4 separate regions of the Mus musculus genome follow, and regions 2, 3 and 4 are each linked to region 1. A link is a contact called in public Hi-C and promoter capture Hi-C data. All regions are on one chromosome and are shown on one strand. The core of a region is the stretch at or near the end of the contact, and the rest is flanking DNA. Distances in the headings are between cores, read along the strand shown.

Region 1 (2,730 bases), core at 128-2,627:
CTGTCATGCGTTGTTCTGGGCTTTGAAGATTCGAGGGTGAGGTTGACAAACTCAATCCCAACTTTTAGAGAGTTTGGAGTCCAATTAATGAGGCTGTCAAAACATAAAATGTCAACCATCAAGTACAAAATGACAGATTGAGTCTGTGAACAGTAGAGGAAGTGCTAACAGAGAGAATAATGAGGAGAGGTTGTGGCAGTTTGAGGAATAACAATTTTCTTATGTGTAGTTGGAGGTAGTTGAATGGGGTTTCTGGATGGTGTCTGTTGTAATCCCAGAAGAGGAACGCCTTGACTATCTCTCAATAATGGGCAAATTCCTTCCCCAGGAACCAACCTTTATATATATATAAATGTGTGTATGCGTGTGCTTGTGGGTCTGCACAGAGACCAGAAGAGAGCACCAGATCCCCCAGAACTGGAGTTACAGGCAATTGTGAGCTGTCCAGCATGGGTGCTGGGAACGGAAGTAGACGTCTAGAGAGCAGTAAATGGTTCTAAGCGCTGAGCCATGTCTCCAGACCCCCAGACCCTTTAATACAGCTTGGGTAGACAGGAGATCTTCCAGTTGCCACTGGGTCTTGTGTTAGTGAATACAAAGAAGCCTGGGGGAAAAAAACAAACATGATATCAATGGTTTCTCAGCCACCTATGGCCGGAAGCCATTTTGTAAGCCCAGGGGAAGCATAATGGGAACCCCAAAATGAAATCCACATATACAATTTCAGTATATCTACTAAGTACGCTTAACAAATGAGAGGAAAGTCAAATTCATTTCATAATATATCTTCCTTTACCCAGTAAGTGAAAAAAAAAAAAGGAACCAGTTCAAGTACGAAAAATCCACTGTGCATTTGATTAACACTTAACATCTTTATTAGGACTAGGCACACTTCAAGTGCCCCAGAGCCACATGTGACTAACTATGGGGCGCATAATTTCAAACCTCAGCTCCTTCCTCTCCCTCTTTCCCTCCCTCTTCTCTCCCTGTAGCCCTAGCTGTCCTGGAACTCGTTTCTGTAGACGAGGCTGTCCTCGAACTCAAAACATATGCCTGCGGAGCTCTGCCTGCCTCTGCTTCCCCAGTGCTGGGATTAAAGGCATTCAACACCACCAACAGGCCAACTTCAATTATCTGTGAAATGAGAATGAAAGAACAAAAGTGCCAGTCTCTGGAAGCTCTTTAAGGTTACCCACGAAATGCCAAGCACTCTGCTCTACTCTTGGATAACGGCCTCGCTTTTAGGTTCATCCCCTAAGTATCCGCCCCTTTCCCCGCCCCTTCAGGTTACAGGCGGAAGCAGAATTGTCAAAACGCGGCGCGCTTTACGGCAGCGCGTCCTTTTACGGCAGTGTGGCGGGCTCACCGGCCACGCGCTCTTTTACTCTATTGGTTCTGGGGCCTGGCGCTTTACGGCAGTGTGTCAGGAAAAGCCTCTGAGCGGCCCGTGGTTCGGGAGTTGAGTGGAGGCAACCAGGGTACCCTGTGCTGATTGGGTCCGGAACCATGGACGTGGGCGAACTTTTAAGCTACCAGGTAAGAGCAGTTGGCGAGGCCGGAGGGCTCCTCATCCTCGCTCGGGTAGCAGGGACAGAGTCCCGTCATCTTGCCTCCCCTCGGTCCCTGGCCCTCACTTCTCATGTCACCCGGGCTTGCATCCTGTCATTGCACTTCACTCCCCTAAGCCCTCTGGACCCTTTCGACCCCTTCCTTCTCCAGACCTGAGCCTTGTGATTTCTGTTCCCCACCCGGTAGCCCTCAGCTCCTCTTCCGTCTCGTTTCTACCAATTCACAGGGCTTGGGGAGACAGTTGTGAAGACCCCCGCCCCCCCCCCCCCCCCGGTGTTGAGCCTCAGTTTCTTTACCAAGTGTCAGTGTAGCTTTGGAGAAGTCTTTCTCCCGTCACGGAGTCTCAATTCTTCTTTTAAAATCTATAAAGTGGATGGATGTATGTGAAAGGTCATTTGAAAGTGCAGAAACCTGTGCCCACGTTCCCTGCTATTGTTAAGCTGTTTGGAAGACGGAGCTTGGAATGGGTCGGTAAGAGACCTCTCGACCTCCTTGCTCAGGGTGCTTGTGAGGAACGGGTGACCCAGAGAGAAGAAAGGACTCTCTTGAGGTCACTCAACAGTTACAAAGCTCAAGTGTCCAGACTCCCAACTCAGAGTTTTGTCCCTCTTTTGACTGCCTAACGAGGCTTCTTGTGTCCATCTTTGTTTTCATTAGCTGCAATAGGCGTTGGGACCCATAAACTGTAATTATTCTGAATTAGGAAGTACTGTAATTGTAAATCACACTTCATTTTAAAGACTTAGTATGAAAAAGGTAGTATTTTTATATTGATCACAGATCCTTGATCATATTGATTGAATATGTATGAGGCCATAATATGATGGAGCAGACTTTGGGTGATGGATGAAATAAAAAGTGGGTAAGCCAACCTTATCCACTTGCATTTTGTTCAAGGTGTGATGTTTTAAAAGTGATAGCTTTGCAGTCAAGAGTAGGCAGTGAGAACCTGTGAACTTGAGTTTAAAAGTGATAGCTCTAGGCCGGGCGTGGTGGCTCGTGCCTTTAATCCCAGCACTTGGGAGGCAGAGGCAGATGGATTTCTGAGTTTGAGGCCAGCCTGGTCTACAGAGTGAGTTCCAGGACAGCTAGGGCTATACAGAGAAACCCTGTCTCTAAAAAAAAAAAAAAAAAAAAACTCAAAAAACCCCCAAAACCAAC
Region 2 (2,730 bases), core at 133-2,632, 870 kb before region 1:
GGAATGAAATAATTATTTTTAAAAAGAAAAGAACTCGGATTTAGAGTAAAATAAACCCAACTACTAACTCAATGATTCCAGGCAAATTACTTTGCCTTTATAAACTCACTGCATAAAAGTGATGTTCCGGGCTGGAGAGATGGCTCATAGATTAAGAACACTAGCTGCTCCTCCAGAGGTTCTAAGTTCAATTCCCAGCAACCACATGGTAGCTCATAACCATCTATAATGTGATCTGGTAACCTCTCTTCTGGCCTGCAGGCAAACATGCAGCCAGAACGATGTATACATAATAAACAATTCTTGGGGGGTTTTTCTTTTCTTTTGTTTTTTAGTGATATCCCTTAGCATAGCACATCCTGTGTGGCACCATCTGGAGGATGGGACTGATTTTGCTCATTTGTCTGTTTGAGGCAGCATCTCTCACTCTGTATGCTAGACCAGCTTCGCTGTGTAACCCAGGTCAGACGGGGCACGGGATCTTGGAATGTAGCCAGGCCAGCCTAACATTCCTCCCCGGGTTTGGACTGCAGACGAGTCACAGTGTACACCACAACGTGTCTTTGTACAAGTTCGCAGGGGGTGCTGCTCCTTCTGTCCTTTCAAAACACATCCTGGGAAGTGCTAACAACACACAGTGAGGACGGGGTAGCTAGCCCGACACCTACTACTTTTCTATTCCCCCTAGTGGGGTTCTCCCCTGGTTTCAACTTGCCTCATCCTTAGGAAAGAATTTCTCTCTTGGGATCTCAGCTTCACATTCGGATCTCAGAAGAGAACGCTGAGCAAGAGGAGACGTTAGGGTTCACAGAATTGTTTTTTTTCCCGTTGAGACAGGTTGTCGTGACCGGGGACTTACCATCCTCCAGCAGGTAGACAGGCTTGCACCATCGCCAGGCGAGGGAACTTTGGTTTGGTTTTTGTTTTTGTTTTGTTTTCCATAGTCATGAACAAAGTCGTGAATAACGTGTAGGTTTAGGAGAGAACGCACAGAAGGTAACTCCAGTGGGGCAGCCCAGGGCTTCCGGGGACCAAGGACCCGGCTCGGGAGGCGGAGCAGGATGCAAGGCCACTTCTTCTTTGTGTCGCTCCGGGGGACGAGCCGCGGCTCAGCCGGCAAGGAAACGTACAATCTCGGCTTTCCTCGGAGGGGCTGTGCCTCAGTCTTCACAGCGCCTCCTCGCGCACAGATCGCCTCCGGGCCGCACTTGTCCCTTCTCGCTCACCGTCCCCTGGCGTCCGCCGGAAGCTTCTGTCACTTCCGCCCACCGGAGGGGACGCTCGCGTCGAGGCGTCGCCGAGCTTCGGAGCCGACCGCCGCGTGGCCGCCGATTGGCTGCGTGCGCACGTCATCAGGGCCCCGCCCCTCCCTCGGCGGCGCCTGCTCCGTGGAGCTTAGCGAGCCGGCCGCTGGGCAGAGCGAGCAGAGCCTCGGCGGGCCACTGTCCCTCGCTGCCCGGACTACCGCTGCCGCCCCGCGCGCCGAGTCCCGCGGTCCCAGACCCCGACTCCCTTCGGCTTGGCCCGCGCGCCCCACGCCCGGCTCGGGCGGCGCGACGGGAGGATGAGCGGCGGGCGGCGGAAGGAGGAGCCGCCTCAGCCGCAGCTGGCCAACGGGGCCCTCAAGGTGTCCGTGTGGAGCAAGGTGCTGCGGAGCGACGCGGCCTGGGACGACAAGGTGCAGAAGGCCCGGCGAGGGAGGACGGGCCCGGGTCTCCCTCGCCCCGGCCAATCGGCCGGGCGCGGCCATGGGAGCAGGGAGCGGGGTGCCAAGGGGGCCGGCGCGTAGTGGAGCGAGCGGAGCCCCTGCTATCCCCCGCCGTTTGCTCCGCAGGATCCGGAGTAGTTAGCGCTTCTGAAGACTGCGCACGTGCCGGGTGCGGAATCCCTGAAGTGCGTTTACTTTGCACATTGCGAGGGGTGGCTCTGTCCTTGCTCGCTTAGATGAGAAAGAAGACATGCCCTGTGAGCTTTAAGATTCGAGAGCCGGTTCTAAGACCACCTTAAGAGGGTGTGAGTTAGTAAGAAAGTCGCTAGACATGGGTTAGAAGAGGTTGGGGACTTAAAGATGCACTCGCTGGTCATCTCCAGAGGATCTGAGCCTGGACGCCTCCTATCATTGCTCCATTCTGTGATCTTCAAGCCTGTCACCATTCAGCCCGATTCTAGATGGTTTGAAAAGAATGCTATATTTGGACTCCTTCCGTTGTTTGGACTGTTGAAATTGGGCTTCCCTCCCTTCAGTTCCGCCATGGAGGGGGGGAGTACTTCCTGAAGGTGCCCTTGGCCTGCCCCCAGCCCTGCCCAGCTCTTGCAAAACCTGTCGTCTTTGTGAACTGCTGTGTCATATTTTTTATCTTCCCCGGTCCAAGGACTGGTGTCTGGAGTCCAGGGCAGTTCACAAACCTGAGTGCTCTTTGTTGGGTGAAACTTAGATGAGCTGGCACAGGCCTAAGCACACACTTCTCCACCACCACACTTTCCTAACTCTGGCTTTCTCAAAAGTCGCTGTACAGGAAGGGTGGGAACTGAAGTTAATAGTTTTTCTTCCTGGAGACTCTCTAGAACTTAGCTGGCCAGCCAAGGGTTATCTGTGGCCAGGAGCACAGTGCCCATTGTCACTTCAAAACAAACTTCTATTTACGCAGCTTCTTTTAAAGAAGTAACGACTTCTCTAAAATATGGTAGAGAACAGGCTCTGGAATTAGTCACTTAATAGTCTAAATATAT
Region 3 (2,730 bases), core at 68-2,567, 530 kb before region 1:
AAAAAAAAAAAAAGGATGTTGAGCTGTAACACCACCAAGAAAACAGGTATAGTAGTCACTGTCCTGCTGTAAAGACAAATTTTATATATGTGTGTGTGTGTGTGTGTGTGTGTGTGTGTGTGTAGTCTCAGGTACTTTTCTCTCATAGGAGTATAGACATGTGTACAACAGTTGCTCCCTATTTCCTACTCCCTGACCAGCAATTATTTCGCTGGCAGTCTGAGTCAGAGGAATCCTATATGTGAATCCTGCCCATGTGTATAATGAAAGCTTTTGTACATCTCAGTTAGATGCTGAAATAGTCTGTCTCGATACCCCCTGGGTATATATATATATATGTATACACACACACACACACACATATATATCATTAACATATGTGTGTGTGTTACTGGGAATACCTAATAATGATAACAAGCACCATTTATTTTATTCAGAGCCAGATACCACATCAATCGTTAGAGCAACGGCCTGGCAGAGAGGAACGTGGGGCTGAGAAGAGCTTTGTGTGTGCTGACTTTGATCTATCTAACTACAGTGCATGGTATAAACGAACTAACTGCTACACTCGATTAGGTGGAAGAATGGAGGAGTTAAAGGGCTCAAACTGCTGTACCAGGTTGCATGGCAAACTGCGTCACCTTGGGCGCTAAATTAACTTCTTACCGACCCCACTTTCTCCCTCTGTGGAATGGGGATCCAGTGGTGTTTCAAACGAGTTGGGGAAGACATAATCAAAGGGCTGAGCAGCGATGAGTAATTCATTTTACCGCGGGATCAGGTCTGATCGATTTAACGGCAGCACCGCGCCGTTTGGGGCACTGGGCGGCGCGCAGAAATCAAGTTTGAAAGTTGGGAGCCTAGGGAACCCCCGCAGAACCGGCGGCTCACTTTCCGATCTTCGGTTTCCCGCCTCAATCCAAATGGGTGGGTTGGCCGAGCTACACCCACCCTTCCCTCCCCGCACTCCTCGGAGACCCTCGTAGGTGGGGAACTCCCACCGCCCGATAGGCTTGGGGCGGGGGCGGGCCGGGGGTGGGGCCTGGCGAGGGTCGGGGCCGCCGCCCACCTGCCGCCGCTCACCTCTAGGCTGTAGTTGCCGCGGATGGCCGTGAAGTCATCCAGGGCTTCGGCCGCGCTTCCCTCGTCCAGGTTCAGTTCCTGGCACAGGGCCTGCAGCGCCTCCCTGGCCGCGGCGACCGCCGCCGCCCCCTCGGCGTGGGGCTCGTCCTCGAACATATCCCCCTCCGGCCCGACGGGCGGCGCGACCGGCTTCGGGGTTTTCTTTTCCCTCCCGGCGAGCTACCCACAACCCCCCGCGACAAAGCGCGCGAAAATCGCCTTCTTGAGCTCGCCTTCCCTTCATCGTCTGCCTCCGCTTTTCTTCTCAAAAAGTCCCTTTCTCCTCTGGAGCCCGCAGCAGCCCGTCTCCCGGAATGGGATAAGAAGATGGACCTCGGACTCTAACGGAGATCTAGCTCGGGCCCTGGGTGGGCAGCTGCGGGGCTCCGGGCCGCGGGGACGGACGTGAGAGAGCGGGGCGGAAGGATCCGAGCCGGTGCTGAGGCTGCCGGGACTGTAGCTCGCGCCCCGCGCTCTCCACCGCGGGTTCCCTGGTGTGGGTGACTTGGGACTGCGAGTCCGTTCACGCTAGTGGGAAGCCTTCTCCATGACACTGTCCTGTGGACCCTAGGTTTGTCAGCTCCCCGGCGCGCCTCCAGCCCGCTCTCACTGAGCTTTGACCCTCGATGGAGGTGGAGGCGGGAGCTGCCGAAAGTGGCTTCTTCACGTAGAAGCGCCACGTCAGAGACTCCCAAATCTCGCCAGAAAGGGATGCAGGGACAAGGGTTTGGGGTGACGGGTCTCAGCCTCACTCCCAGGATTCTGGAAACTGTCCCAGTAAATAGTCGTTTCAGGAATAGAGATGGTCCTCGCGCTTACCTGAAAGGTGTTTTTAAAACCTAAACTAGAACCTGATCGTTTTCACTCAGAATCCTGCACGAGATCATTTTTTGTCTTTAAAATACAGAAAAATAATAGCATTCAGATGCACCAGGTAACTCGTAACCTTGGGAATATCAAGCTAGTTCTCAGTCGCAGGAGGCTTTTCTCCGTGTGTGAAAATGCTATTGTGCATATCTTTGCATACCTTGCTCTTCATCATTTAAGTCTAATTTTAACCTTCTCAGGCCATTACTGAGCAGTACATCTATAAGCTGACACCTAACTTCTATTTCATCGTCTCCATTGTACCTTATCTGAAATTGTCATACTTATTGATCAGCTCTTCCAAGAGAGTTGGATGGTAGGATAGAATCGTTTGCCTTCACTGTATTCCCTGATTTGGATTATTTCTCTTCTACACTAAGGACTTGGGGCAGTGTGTTTGAAAATTACAGAGTAGTCCTTGTTTGGATGAAGGAGTCACTAGAGAAGAAAACAGGGACGTCAAGGCAAGTTATGAAGGAGTTCCTATGCCCCACTAAAGCCTCATGGTATACTCAAAGCAGAGATTTTAACATGTTAATGATGATTAATTTGTTTTGGACAAAATCCACTGCTGCGGGTATGGCCTCGTGGAGACTACCAAGTTTGGAGGTAGTAGAGTGTTGTCTTACATGACGTATCGGAAGGAATCGTTGAATTAAAATACAAAGGTGTACTGCTCAAGGAAGAGTCCTGATATAGGGAGATGGAAAGCTCTCTAAATCCCTAATAGGCAAATGACAA
Region 4 (2,730 bases), core at 71-2,570, 520 kb after region 1:
AGAAAGGAAACAAGGAAAGAAGGAAGAAAGGAAATGAGCCCTCAGGAGGATAGGAGGATCCCGATTTTTAGACTTCCATAAAATCCAGGGGATTGGGGTGGGGCGTGAGAAACCTTGAGCCTCTGAAGTCCAGCCCCCTCTGTTCACCATGGAGACCGGGCCACTCCCACTCGGGGCCTGAGGCTGCTGCAGAACTTCACAGCCCTGCATGCAAAGCTGAACTAGATTGCAGGAGGGGAGGGATGGGGGTGGGGGTTCCCACCTTGCCCCTCCAGCTTAGCGCCTCCTGCTCCTGATGGTGTTAGAAGTATCTTGGCTCTAAGAGAAGCCTACTGTCCCCTCAGAAGCCTCAAATCCTGGTCCCTGAGAAGGAGGGGTGAAATGTGTGAAAACAGATATCTGGTTAAGAAAACTGGGTTTAGGAAACGATGGAATATTGAAAGCCGGGGGAGAATGTATTCAGAGAAAGGGAACTTTCCCGGGCTAACCAATAGGATCCCATGTCTGATAGGAAAACAAACAGGCAGAACTAACTATCTATGCTTGCCAGGAAAAAAAAAATGGGACAGGCGAAAATTAAAATATGTTTGGTGTTGTGTCTTGGAGACGAGTCCATGTAACTGATTCTCGTATTTATTTCTGAAGTTCCGGTTAAGGCTCCCATCTGGATTCTCTTTCTCGCAAGGCACACTATGCCTGCTTTCCCTACTGGAAGGCCATCCTGTCCTCACAGTAAGCTAGGGGCGAAGGTGATAGTCCCCCCCCACCCCCCACCACCACTCTATAGGAGAGGAAACCGAGGCACAGAGAAGCACAGAGAGGCTGAGACCAGCCTTAAAGAGTAGCTGAGATGCCAAGGACAAGACTCCAGAATTAGAGCACTAAAAAAGTACCCCTGCAGCCTGGGATGGGGGACACCTCCAAAGGTCCCGTTTTTTAAACAATTTACTACGGATACAACCAAAGGGATAGGAACTAGAGACAGGGAGTCTCCGTGTGGTCACCACCCAGCTTGAAAGAAAGCCTTACATGAGGCGAGGAGGACGCAAGAAAAGGATGGACTGCTTAGGAAGAGGAATCCGTCCCAGAGCCACAGGTCTCAACAGGCTCGCGCGTGCTGGCATGGGTGGGCGCGTGCACGTGCACAGCACATGCGCACATGCCCATGCTCGCACAGACCTCTAGGCTCCACTGGGGCAGCCCCTGGACTGGTCCCCAACGTTGATGGGGAACCGCAGCTGCCCTCCCCCTCCCGCCCCCACGGCTGCCTTCCTCCTTCCTCTTTCTACTACTGCCCTGCCCTTCCCCAGAAGGCTTCTTTATAGGTCTCAGGTTCCCATCCGAGGCCTTGTGGTTTGGGCTGCCCTAGAGGACATGACCTGGGCCCCTGACAACGTGCGGAAATGGTCAGCCCTGTTGCTGCTGGCCATCATTGGCACAGCCCTGACAGCCGCCACCGACCCTGGCTTCGTGGCCATGATCTCCCAGAAGGGTCTGGACTTCGGTAATTGGATGCCTTTCTCTCTTCCTCCCCTTCCCTGACAGGGCACTTAGGGTGCACAGCCCTTTAAATCGGATGCCTGGCAAGTTCACTGCTTCCCCCCCCCTCCTATTTTACATAGAAAGAAACTAAGGCACCGTCTCATAGGACTAGAAAAGTGTCAGAGCTGGGACTGGATCACACTACTCTAGAAGATTCCAAGTGCCCCGGGGCTCTGAGGGTCCCCACGGTCCCTTCTCTCTACACCGTGACATTTCTAGGCCTTTTCTTTCCAAAGTCAGTCGTCTGCCTTACCTCCTTTGTTAGAGACTAAGCAGGCAGGGGGTGCCGGGGGGCGCCTCCAGTGAGATGTACACACACTGCGGGCAGACTCTGGGAAAGCTACCCCAGGCTCCTCCCAAAGGCCAGGCAGGTAACAACTCCGCTCACCTGCTTCTCTGCCAGGCGCCTCACAGATCCACCGGTCCCATTCTTCCATTGCAGGACTGGGTGGGTGGGACACAGCACTCCTGCAGGTGAGGAGTCTCTAGCAAAGGCGCTCTAGTCCTCACTGAAGCCCTTCTTGGGGCCGCTTAGTGCTGCCTCCTGGTGGCAGAGAGAGGAACTGCAGAACTCAGGGCGATCCTAGTTCAGATCAGACCAGGTTGGGTGGGGGGGCGGGGCAGGTCCCAGGGGATCTGCTTTCCTATCCCAGAACGCATGTTCCAGGCCATGCAGGCCATCGCAGGGATGCAAACAGATTCCCCCATGAACGTCGATGAGGATATGGTTGTGTTTAAATCCAGAGCTGGTGTGTGTGTGTGTGTGTGTGTGCGCGCGTGTGTACATACATGTCACATGAGTGCATGGGTGACTGACAGCTTTTGTGGGAGCAGAGGCTCAGCTCCAGTGTCCCATGTGGCAACTGGAGTGAGTTTTTAAAAAATGCAGCAAGCCTATTATTCATTTGTATGCCCACATCCAAAGGTTGAACTTGGGGAACAAGAAGCCTTGATCTCCCATCTTGACTCTACCATATGTCAGCAGTGAGCTCTTGACCAGAGCACTAGGGTGTGGGAGGGAAGGGAAGGACCCCCTTCCTAGGATTGCTCAGCTTGGCAGGGAGCAGTGCTGGTGGATGGGAAGACCCCCGTGCTTTTTACTGTTACTACTGCTGGTTATAATGGCATCTGGGCTGGTTCCTGGCAAACTGGAAGCTACCTCAGGTCACCTCTCTGCCTCCCTCTTCT

Evidence for each region. Promoter capture Hi-C pulls out the DNA fragments that hold promoters and counts their contacts. A called contact is a pair of places that touch in the nucleus more often than the background predicts.
Region 2: a contact with region 1 is called in a Hi-C map of B cells, with 7 read pairs. The contact joins the promoter of Rab5if here to the promoter of Ctnnbl1 in region 1. A contact is called at or near these places in 2 of 39 promoter capture datasets (liver and pre-B cells) and 1 of 484 Hi-C or Micro-C datasets (B cells).
Region 3: a contact with region 1 is called in a Hi-C map of CD8 T cells, with 3 times the contacts expected there. The contact joins the promoter of Rbl1 here to the promoter of Ctnnbl1 in region 1. A contact is called at or near these places in 1 of 39 promoter capture datasets (hippocampal neurons), 1 of 484 Hi-C or Micro-C datasets (CD8 T cells) and 2 of 115 datasets of contacts at active chromatin or transcription factors (bone marrow-derived macrophages and memory CD8 T cells).
Region 4: a contact with region 1 is called in a promoter capture Hi-C map of embryonic stem cells, with 2.4 times the contacts expected there. The contact joins the promoter of Bpi here to the promoter of Ctnnbl1 in region 1. A contact is called at or near these places in 8 of 39 promoter capture datasets (the 3T3-L1 cell line, embryonic stem cells, hippocampal neurons and 3 more), 1 of 15 datasets of contacts at CTCF or cohesin (embryonic stem cells), 2 of 115 datasets of contacts at active chromatin or transcription factors (both in embryonic stem cells) and 1 of 9 other capture datasets (embryonic stem cells).

The regions. Positions count from the first base shown.
Region 1 is chr2:157,736,024-157,738,753 of GRCm38.p6, forward strand. It overlaps Ctnnbl1 (catenin, beta like 1), which reads left to right and starts at 1,378. Exons shown (of 16, transcript NM_025680.4): 1 at 1,378-1,536. The coding sequence starts at 1,507.
Region 2 is chr2:156,861,740-156,864,469 of GRCm38.p6, forward strand. It overlaps Rab5if (RAB5 interacting factor), which reads left to right and starts at 1,383. Exons shown (of 4, transcript NM_026124.3): 1 at 1,383-1,678. The coding sequence starts at 1,565. 5430405H02Rik (RIKEN cDNA 5430405H02 gene) reads right to left here and starts at 1,206. Exons shown (of 3, transcript NR_027914.1): 1 at 860-1,206.
Region 3 is chr2:157,203,217-157,205,946 of GRCm38.p6, forward strand. It overlaps Rbl1 (RB transcriptional corepressor like 1), which reads right to left and starts at 1,318. Exons shown (of 22, transcript NM_011249.2): 1 at 1,084-1,318. The coding sequence starts at 1,239.
Region 4 is chr2:158,256,921-158,259,650 of GRCm38.p6, forward strand. It overlaps Bpi (bactericidal permeablility increasing protein), which reads left to right and starts at 1,321. Exons shown (of 15, transcript NM_001356542.1): 1 at 1,321-1,504. The coding sequence starts at 1,375. It overlaps Gm34571 (a long non-coding RNA gene), which reads right to left and starts at 2,059. Exons shown (of 3, transcript XR_866913.1): 1 at 1,931-2,059.